Regions from separate parts of the Mus musculus genome. Here all the other regions are linked to region 1. Evidence: chromatin contacts called from public promoter capture Hi-C data. All regions are on one chromosome and are shown on one strand. The core of a region is the stretch at or near the end of the contact, and the rest is flanking DNA. Distances in the headings are between cores, read along the strand shown.

What was found. Promoter capture Hi-C pulls out the DNA fragments that hold promoters and counts their contacts.
Region 2: a contact with region 1 is called in a promoter capture Hi-C map of second pharyngeal arch cranial neural crest. The contact joins the promoter of Fkbp15 here to the enhancer-like site in region 1. A contact is called at or near these places in 5 of 39 promoter capture datasets (cranial neural crest, hippocampal neurons, liver and 1 more) and 1 of 115 datasets of contacts at active chromatin or transcription factors (large pre-B cells).
Region 3: a contact with region 1 is called in a promoter capture Hi-C map of hippocampal neurons, with 2.5 times the contacts expected there. The contact joins the promoter of Cdc26 here to the enhancer-like site in region 1. A contact is called at or near these places in 2 of 39 promoter capture datasets (hippocampal neurons and stem cell-derived epiblast-like cells).

What each region holds. Positions count from the first base shown.
Region 1 is chr4:59,817,948-59,820,835 of GRCm38.p6, forward strand. All of the region lies in intron 1 of Snx30 (sorting nexin family member 30), which reads left to right. Among named protein-coding and RNA genes, the nearest start is that of Snx30, 14 kb to the left of the region's middle. Within about 2 kb of position 1,319, at least 109 of the 459 cell types and tissues checked have an H3K27ac peak or open chromatin away from gene starts, as enhancers often do. A contact at or near this core is called in hippocampal neurons, where this site is marked.
Region 2 is chr4:62,359,120-62,362,002 of GRCm38.p6, forward strand. It overlaps Fkbp15 (FK506 binding protein 15), which reads right to left and starts at 1,477. Exons shown (of 28, transcript NM_001045528.2): 1 at 1,251-1,477. The coding sequence starts at 1,303. Slc31a1 (solute carrier family 31, member 1) reads left to right here and starts at 1,582. Exons shown (of 5, transcript NM_175090.4): 1 at 1,582-1,724.
Region 3 is chr4:62,407,314-62,410,447 of GRCm38.p6, forward strand. It overlaps Cdc26 (cell division cycle 26), which reads right to left and starts at 1,312. Exons shown (of 4, transcript NM_139291.4): 1 at 1,239-1,312. Prpf4 (pre-mRNA processing factor 4) reads left to right here and starts at 1,470. Exons shown (of 14, transcript NM_027297.3): 1 at 1,470-1,588; 2 at 2,262-2,439. The coding sequence starts at 1,562.

The DNA of each region.
Region 1 (2,888 bases), core at 69-2,568:
GTTTGAGGCCAGCCTGGGTTACATGATACCTTGTCACAGATAAGCAATAATACATAAATAGAGGCGGGTAGAGATGTTGGAGCTGCAGCTCAGGGCCCAGCAGCTCATGGTAGGCCCTAGGTTTTCTCCCTGGTACCACAAAGGGGGACACAAATGAAAGGAGGGGAGGGACATGAGGTTGAGAAGCAGCATCCGTCACTGCTAACTCAGATGGAAGGCAGGAGAGTAGGGCAGACCACGTGGTGGGTGTCTGTGGAGTCAGTGGAGGTCAGCAAAGCCACCACAGGACACAGGAAGGTGGTGACACCTACGAGACACCATGTGTTTCTGCTGGGCCTGCCCTCCTCGATGAGGCCTGGGTCACAAAGCCCAATTTTCTCTTTTCTGTCTCCTTTCAGACGCTGGCCAGAAGCTAAGTATGCTTTTGCGATACCTTGGGCGTCTTAGTTTCCCTCGGGCACCCTCCCCACCGTGTGTCAGACCTCCAGGCTGAGTAAATGGAGTGGCTTTTTTCTTTTTTTTTTTTCTCTGCTCCTTTCTCCTCCTCCTCTCAACAGCTCCGCTGAGTCTCACAGCTTGTCTGTTCGGGAGGTTTTTCTTTTAAAATTGTAATACAATTGTGTGGAGCTTAAAAAAAAAAAAGGAAACGAAGCAAATAGTATGGAGATTTCTAAAGAATTAAAAGATGGAGTTAGCTGGTGACTCAGAGAGCCCTCCTCTTCCGACACATTCCATGCAAAGCAAAGGCAACCACCTCCTCCTAGAATGCCTGGACTCCGGCTACAGAGATGGCTCAGCAGTTAGGAGTTTGCTGCTCTTGCAGAAGACCCAGGGTTGGTTCCGAGCACCCACACGGCGGCTCACAACTGTCTGTAATTTCAGTTCCAGGAATCTGACACCCTCTTTTGGCCTTCAAGTGCACAGTTTGCACTTGAGGCATGTTCGTTCGTGCAGAGAAACACTTGGAGACTGAGTTAGTCTCAGTCTGGTCTACATAGTGAATTCCAGGCCAGCCGGGGCTATAAAGTGAAACCTGTCTAAAAATCAAGAACATTTCAGAAGTGAAACAGGTACTGCTCAACTCTACAGGGAGAGTGTGTGACTGAGCAGTCTTTCTGAGCATAGCTGGACCTTTGTCTCATACTGGCGGCCTCTACAAGGGAAGGGGTGAAGCTATCATTAGCCACTGGCTGAAGGCTGTTTGGGTGGTGAGTTTAGGCATTAATTAACAGTATTTTTCAAACTGCCTAGAGGGGAGACAGAGCAGGTTGAGCTGGGGAAACAGCCAGGCTGAGAAACGCAGGTGCTGGGTTGGTAGTTAGACCAGAGGGTGCCAAAGTGGTCAGCACGTGGGTGTGCTGTCGGGTACTGGCAGCACCTGCTATCCTTACCGTGAAGTTTATGCACAGGGAGTAACTAAGAGGATGTGCCTCTGCCAAAGGAGCGAGTTTTTGACTCAGGATGAAGTAGGTGATTTCCTAACGGACAGAAATAAGAAACTCAGCCCCCCACCCCCACCCCCAGAGCCCAAAATGTAAATGTGCAGGCACTAAGTGTCAATTGGTGAAGTGCCATGGAGAGGCCAGTGGGTGATGCGGCAGACCATTGGAGGAAGCTGTTGGGAGGCCAGCCAAGTGCTAAGGAACAGGAGGAGCGGGGCTGGTTTGTGGTTTTTAAGTCCTGTTGATCAAGCCCCTAGAGCTGGGAGCAGATGGTTGGTGGTGGAGGTGGGGGTGAGTGTGTGTGTGTGTGGTGCAGTTCCACGGGGCTCCTCTCACTGGACTCTGAGTGTGCCTTTTATTTGCTAATAATAGGAGTACAGCTCCTGTTAAGTCAAGCAGAAGGGGAGGGGGTGGGTGAGCCTCTTGACAGTCACAGCTGGAACCTCTGAATGCCACTGACGACGGGTCTCACCATCTCAGACGTGGGAACGTGGCAGCCTTTGCACCCCACACGTTTTACAGCCAGAGTGAATTGGGACCTGCCAACGCTGCCTGGCTTGGGTCATGTGCGGCAAGTGGGCCCTGAGAGTGAGAGGGACACTGATTGGCTTAACTTGGGTCAATCGTCTGCGGCTGCGGAGGAGTTTAATAGCTGGGTCTAGAAGTTGGATGGATTGTAAAGGATCACAGTGAGGGCATCTGCCAGCAGCGTGGGTGACTAGTGGGATGCTGATGGCAGAATTTGATGAGACATATAGGTCAGAAATAAAAGTATAGGCTTTCTAAGGCACATGATTTTTAAGGAACTATATATTCTCATGCTATAGAATTCAGCTGTGTGTGTGTGTGTGTGTGTGTGTATGTATGTGTGTGTCTATGTATGTATGTATGTATTGAGACAGGATCTCACTATGTAGACCAGGTTATCCTCAAATTCCCGTGAGTACTGAAATTAAAGGCTTACACCATCATGCCCAACATTTTTAAAAAAGATTTACTTATATTTAAATGTATATGATTGTGTCTGTGTTGGGGTATGAGCACGTTCATGCATGTGCCCATGAAGACCAGAAGAGGGCACTGAGTGCCCTGGAGCTGGAGTTACCGTGGTTGTGAGACATCAACAGTGCTGAACCCAGGTCTTCTGAAAGACCTGGATGTGCTCTTAGCCGCAGAGCCGTCTCTCCAGGTCTATGATTTACTTGTTTTTAGGTAGAGTTTTGCATGTTGCCCAGGCTTTTCTTGAATTTTTAGGCCCAAGTGATCCTGTTGCTTCAGCTCTTCTGGTATTTGGCACTATGGACACATGGCCCAATGCCTGGCCACAAAAATAAACTTTTTGAAAGTATACCATAGTAGTTTTCAGTATAATTTTGAGGTTGTACCTGATTCCAGAACAATTTCATGTCCCCAGAAGACCTCTGTGCCATGTGCAGGCATTCTTGA
Region 2 (2,883 bases), core at 227-2,726, 2.5 Mb after region 1:
TCCCCAGCAACCACAAAAAAAAAAAAAAAAAAAAAAAAAAAAAAAAAAGACAAGTGTGGTGATGGATGGATACTGGGAGCTTGCTGGACAACCAGTCTAGTCAAAATGGAAAACTCAGGTTCAGTGAGAAAACTTGTCTCAAAAACTAAAGTGGAAGTGTACAGAGAAGGACCCCTGATACTGAACCTCTGTCCTCAACAAAGATGTTCACAACATGCATACATGCATACATCTCTCTCTCACACACACACACACAATCAAAAGAAAGCCAGTCATCTTATGGTCACTCCTGTATTGACTGCCCAGTATTCTAGGAGACTAATCATTATTGGTAGGATGATGTGTCAGTCATTCTTAAGTAGGTTCATCACTATGCACAAAACTTGTAAAGCAGGCGTTCAAAGAAGGGCTGTGCAAAGATGTGAGCTTTGCAGTTAACAAGTCTGAAGGGAGACATGAGGTCCACTAGGACAACGCAAGGGAAAACACTGAGCTAATTATTAAAGGGGGGGGGTGGGGTGGATCTAGCCTGCCGTTAAAGACTTCTCTCCCAAGATGGCATATATGATGTTTGAAAGCAGAAGAAAACGAATAGTCTTTCCCATTGGCGTTACACCTTAGGGCTTAAAAAGCATAATTTCGCAGGCACTTCGTGAGCAATCAATGTGCACCAGGAGTTACTGTTCTGAGACCTAGACAGAAATGAGCAACCATAAGCAGTTCAGTCAGGGCTTAGATTTCAGTAGGTTCCATGTGCTAAGGCTTGTGGAAATATGGAAGATGAAGCAGACTATTCCTCCCGGGACTGTGAAAGCAAAGAATCACCAAAAAGGTAACCTCTGAAGTAGGCTTTGAAGGATGCCAGAGATGGCCCACCAGGTCCTGGTTCAAAGTGTCACCATCCTGTTCTCGGGGAAGAGAAAGTCTCTTGAGTTTACAGCTCGTATATTTATTATAGGAGCTGACTCCTATATAAACTCCGAGGCAAGCAGTCTCCCCAGCAATCCTCTCCATTTCACTGGAGAAAGTGTGATTCACAAAGCAAAAGGGTGTCAAGGGAGGTTCCAGTTCCTGAACCCAGACGGGCCGAGGTGACACCGCTACTCAGAATGCGAAGGCTGAGCGGTGGAACGCGCCGAGGGTCTGTCTAGACCCGGAAGTTGGGAAGCGGCCTGAGAAGAGCCCGACCCCTGCAGCCACCGCGCCAGTCTCTCAGCCCAGCGCTCGGGTCCCGTTCCTCAATCACTCACCCGCCGCTTGGCGAGAGGAAGTCGGTGTCATCCTCGTCTCCGGCACCGAACATCACGTCGGCTTTCGCCCAGCTGAAGGGAGGAGGAAGTTGGATGTTCCCAGGGCCTGTCACCGCCGGTAACGTAAAACGCCGTGGCGGCGAGCTGCTTTCCGGCAGGACAAACTCTCTCAGGGTAGTGAGGCCCAGAGGAGACCCAGCGGTGGAGGAGGTGGAGCAAAGGCAAATGAGGAGGTGAGCTCCCAGTGACGCAAGGCCTCACCAGCCCTCCGAGGAGGTGGAGTTCCTAGGTTCTGAGCGGTGATTGGTGGGATCACCCAGGGGGCGGGTCCAGGGCGGGAATCCGCGGCCTTTACTGCGGTCGTGGGACACGTCGAGCCGGGCAGTAGTGGCGGGGGCTTGGTAGAAGTCCGTACCGGACTAGGGGATCCAGTTCTGAGAGGAAGACTAAGGCGGCGGGGCTTACCCTGTGAAGGTAAGGTCACTCCCCTCCTTTTCCCAAACCCGGCGTGTTCGCTGTCCTTTTCCCTCCCGAACCCTGGACCCCCCGCAGCTCCCTTAAGCTGGGCGGAAGGAGAAAGAGCCCCGGACTAGAAGTCATGGGATCTGAGCCGAACAGTGGCAGGGATCTTACAGCGACATTGCTGTTATGACCTTAGGGCAGGGTGCTCGGTGCCTCAGTTTCCCCATCTACGCAAAGGACCGCGTGTCCAGTGTCTCCATATGCGCTTTTTCAAGGTTTTAAATCTCTGAAATCATCGAGTCTGATCCGGGTCTCTTCGTAATAAACTGATCTGCAGGCAAGAAGACAGAAGAACTAGCCACTTGGGTGACTAGTCCGAGGTCACACAGAGTGAAGAGCAGACCTGGTCCTTTGTATCAGGGTTTAGAGAGCTGATGAGTGAGGAAGCCTGGCCCTTAACTAGACTGTGTGGCATAGGACTTGGGAAAGGACCCTGTTTCTAAAGTCCAGATAAGAGAGGTCCAGAAGAGCTGGGATATTCGGGAGGGTGGATGATGGACGAGACTTTGAAGGTAGAAAGTCCTCAATCCAGTTTTGCTGAGCTGAGTTTTGTTGCCAAGGTTTTAAGTCAACATTGGTTGTCGCTGACTTTTCTGCCTCCAGTTTTCGCCCACTCTGTTGCATGTCTTTCTTCTATATTTCTTTGGTTAGCCTGTTTTGTTTTTGTTTTTGGGTTTTTTTTTTTTTTTTTTTGAACGATCTTGCTTAGCCACGCTGTGGCTAAGCAGATAGTGTGTCCCAGTGTCCATTTCCACAGTTCTCATTGGAGTTCTTTCTGGTTTTCTTCCCAGTCAGGTTGATCCTGTAAGTGTCCCTTTCCGGAATGTTTTAGTCTCTTCTGATGATACTAAAGAGATTGGAAGCTCTCTCCCAGAGAACTTTGTACCTCTTGGCACTTCCCCTGTGGGGCTTTTTATTACAGTTTTTGAACTACTAACTTGTAAGTCTTCTTGCCCACAGTGGATTCTCATTAATTTTTTATTAGATTGAATAATATAACTTAGCTTTGTTCCCTTGTTCCTTAATTTACTCTCGGTTTTTTTTTTCCCCCGTGCGACCCAAAGAGCCAAGCAGTGGCTCTTGTCTTTTATAGGTAGCTTCCAGAAAGATA
Region 3 (3,134 bases), core at 62-2,561, 2.6 Mb after region 1:
ACCACATGGTGGCTCACAACCATCCGTAACAAGATCTGGCGCCCTCTTCTGGAGTGTCTGAAGACAGCTAGTGTACTTACATATAATAAATAATTTAAAAAAAAAAAAAAAAACAAAGTTACACTTAGACCACTAAAATAAAAAGCTAAATGATAGTGATCTACATGAAAGTTTTGCTATAGTGTGCATTCATAGAAATTATTATTGCGTGCATCCAGAACGAAACAAAACACTACAATGTATAGGAAACATTTACACTTCTCTCAGGAGGCTTAGCACAGCAAGGGGTGATCTAATCAAAACACTGGCCCGTGACATTTCAAAACTGCTTTATTCTATCAGATACTACTTTCTACCAGATCCTTACGTAGAGAAATGGAAGTCAGCTCCAAGGGGGAAAGGAAGAAACACTTAGAAAAACAACAACAACAACAATAATTCCCTACTTGCGAGGGAACTTTCTGAAAGCCTCACCACTAGAGAGCAATAATGAGTACGAGTTAAAAGCGCGGCTCGGCGGCTCGCGACCTGCCACGTTACTAATTCTACTACTACGGCTCCAGAACGACCTTTTCTCACCAGAATGTTTTTTGGTTTTTTTCGGGCTTGTACTCTTGTCCGTGACTGAGATGACTAAAACAGAATAAGCTCGTTGCGCGTAACTCGGCATTAGTAAGTCCTCGAAAAGGAAGTGCTCTTCTAATTGGAGTTGTTCGGGGCAGGGCCTTGAGTGTGGAAGTGAGTCTGTTCAGCTCGGCAAACGCGCATATTTTTGTAACCCCCACAACTTTCATGTAAGGATTTTTTTTTTAAAAAAAACCTTATCTCTGATGGCCTAACATTCATTGGAGCTACTACTGCTGATATGCTCTTTATCTGGAGCCTTCATGGACCCTTTATTTCAAAGAACACAGACAAAGAATAGGCTGTAGACAAGTAAACCCACAACAAACTAGGCCGCAGCTCCTCCACCACATCTCTATTTTAGCCTTAGAAGGTCTTAGAGTTTAATATCTTCTTGAAGCCCAAACTGATTACGTAGCCACCGAGTTACGAGGGGCCCCCGAAGGACTTCCGTCGTGGACAACAGTCCTCTTTCCCAGCTCCAAGGCTGCAGAAGTCTAGGGAGAGATTTCCATGGCAACACAGGCCTCAGCTTCGAAATGGCGGAAGGCCTCCCGAAGGATAACAGAGACCCTCGTTTTGTTCCAGATTATGGTTGCGATCCGCAAACCTACCTCTTTTCAGGCCTCTGCAGTTCCCCAGAACCTCAACTCCCACCATGACTCCATTGCTGCGCAGCCCAAACTACACCTCCCAGGCTGCTCTGCGCCTCTCTTCCCATGCTCCTCTTCTCCCGCGAGGTTGTGTAGCTCTGTAAGGCCACGCCCCTCGACTCCAGCCGACCTTTGGCAACTACCATTCCCAAGATACTTCGCACGTAGTACGTTTCTGATACGTTTCCGGCCAGTGACGCACTTCCACTTTGCTAGGCGCGCGGTTCCCGGTCTGAAAAGTAGAACGCGGATTTGGCTAGGGCCTCGCGTCTCCGCCGCCCGGCATGGCCTCCTCACGAGCCTCCTCCACGGTACGGAGCTCTGGATCTAAGCTCAGGCCTGCCCTAGAGAGGCCGGGGGTTCCCGTGGGAAAGGGCCGTTACCTTACGGGTCTGGGCCGAGGAGGAGGAAAGCTGAGGGACCCTAGTGTGGACCTTAGTAGCCTTTTCCTGATGTCTTCGTGTGCTGCAGCTCTCTTTGCACTGCTCTTACTTAAGTCCTGAGCAGAGACCACTCTTTCTGGCTGCTCCAAAACACGGTGCTTTGGAATCGGGTTGTGTCCTGACTTAAGCTGTCCGACTCGTACTTACTATGATGAGGCTTCCCAACTTGTAATCGGCTCTGAAAGTATTTGAAATGTGTATTCCAGTCACATCGTGACTTGGTGCACCTAGAGCCACCCTGATTGTTTAGGTTGTTTTTAGTGTCTGCCCAGCAGTGAGAAGTTATTTTCGTAAAACCGGAGATTGCTTTTCCAGTCGATTAAAGTAACGGGCCCCAAAACAACCAAGACACTTCAGGCAGAAATTGATTGGTCGTATTTGTGTGCCAAACTTAACAAGAGCCTTAACTCGCACAAAGTCAGTTTCGACTTTCTCCTCTAGTTTTGAGAGGAAAGAAGATGAAAGTGCAGCGTTAGCTTCATTCTTTTGGGAAGCATGGTTTGCTGGAACTAAACCTTAGTCCGGGTCTTTGATTTAACAGACAACCAAAACCAAAGCGCCTGACGATTTAGTTGCTCCCGTTGTGAAGAAACCACACATCTACTATGGAAGCTTGGAAGAGAAAGAGCGGGAACGCCTGGCCAAAGGAGAGTCTGGGATTTTGGGAAAAGAAGGACTCAAAGCCGGCATTGAAGCAGGAAATATTAATATAACATCCGGTAAGATGCAAATTGCAGGTCATTACCCCCACACACACACCCTTTTTTAAACAGTGCTGGGAATCCAACCCGGGTTTTTTTTTTTTTTTTTTTGCATGCTAGGCAACTGTTCTGCCACTGAGCCATACATTTCCATCTCCCCCCACCCCCCACAGTCTCTTACCTTTGACCTCAAACTCCTCCTGCCTCCTTCCTGGTCGCCACCATGTACTTTTGATGATTCAATATTCTGATGAACACCTTCCCAAACCACATAGTATTAGGTTTATAGGCCAAAACCTTCTATTGGTCTGGGGAGCTAGTTCAGGTGCCAAAAGCTTTTCTCTGTGACCATTAGGACCTGAGACTGAGCCCCAGAACCCATGTTTTTTTACTGGCTTGTTTTTCCTTTTTCTAAAAAAAAAAAAAAAAAAAGTCAATGTGGTGGTACCTACTTAGAATGAAATGTTGGGAAGACATACTTGCAAACGCGTGCAACCTTACCCTTCTGTTTTCACCTTTGAGCCTGTGACTTTACCTGCTTGACATCATCCAGTGAGTGGATTTCTTGTATTCTCTACAGTTCCTTGCAGGAATGACTCGTGGTCTCTGTAGACTTCTTGAGTGGATTTGTCTTTGGGAGATGTAACCTAGTTCTGGCATTGGTTTATAACTGTTTATAGAATTCTTTCCTTTACTTTTCTAGGGTTTTTCTT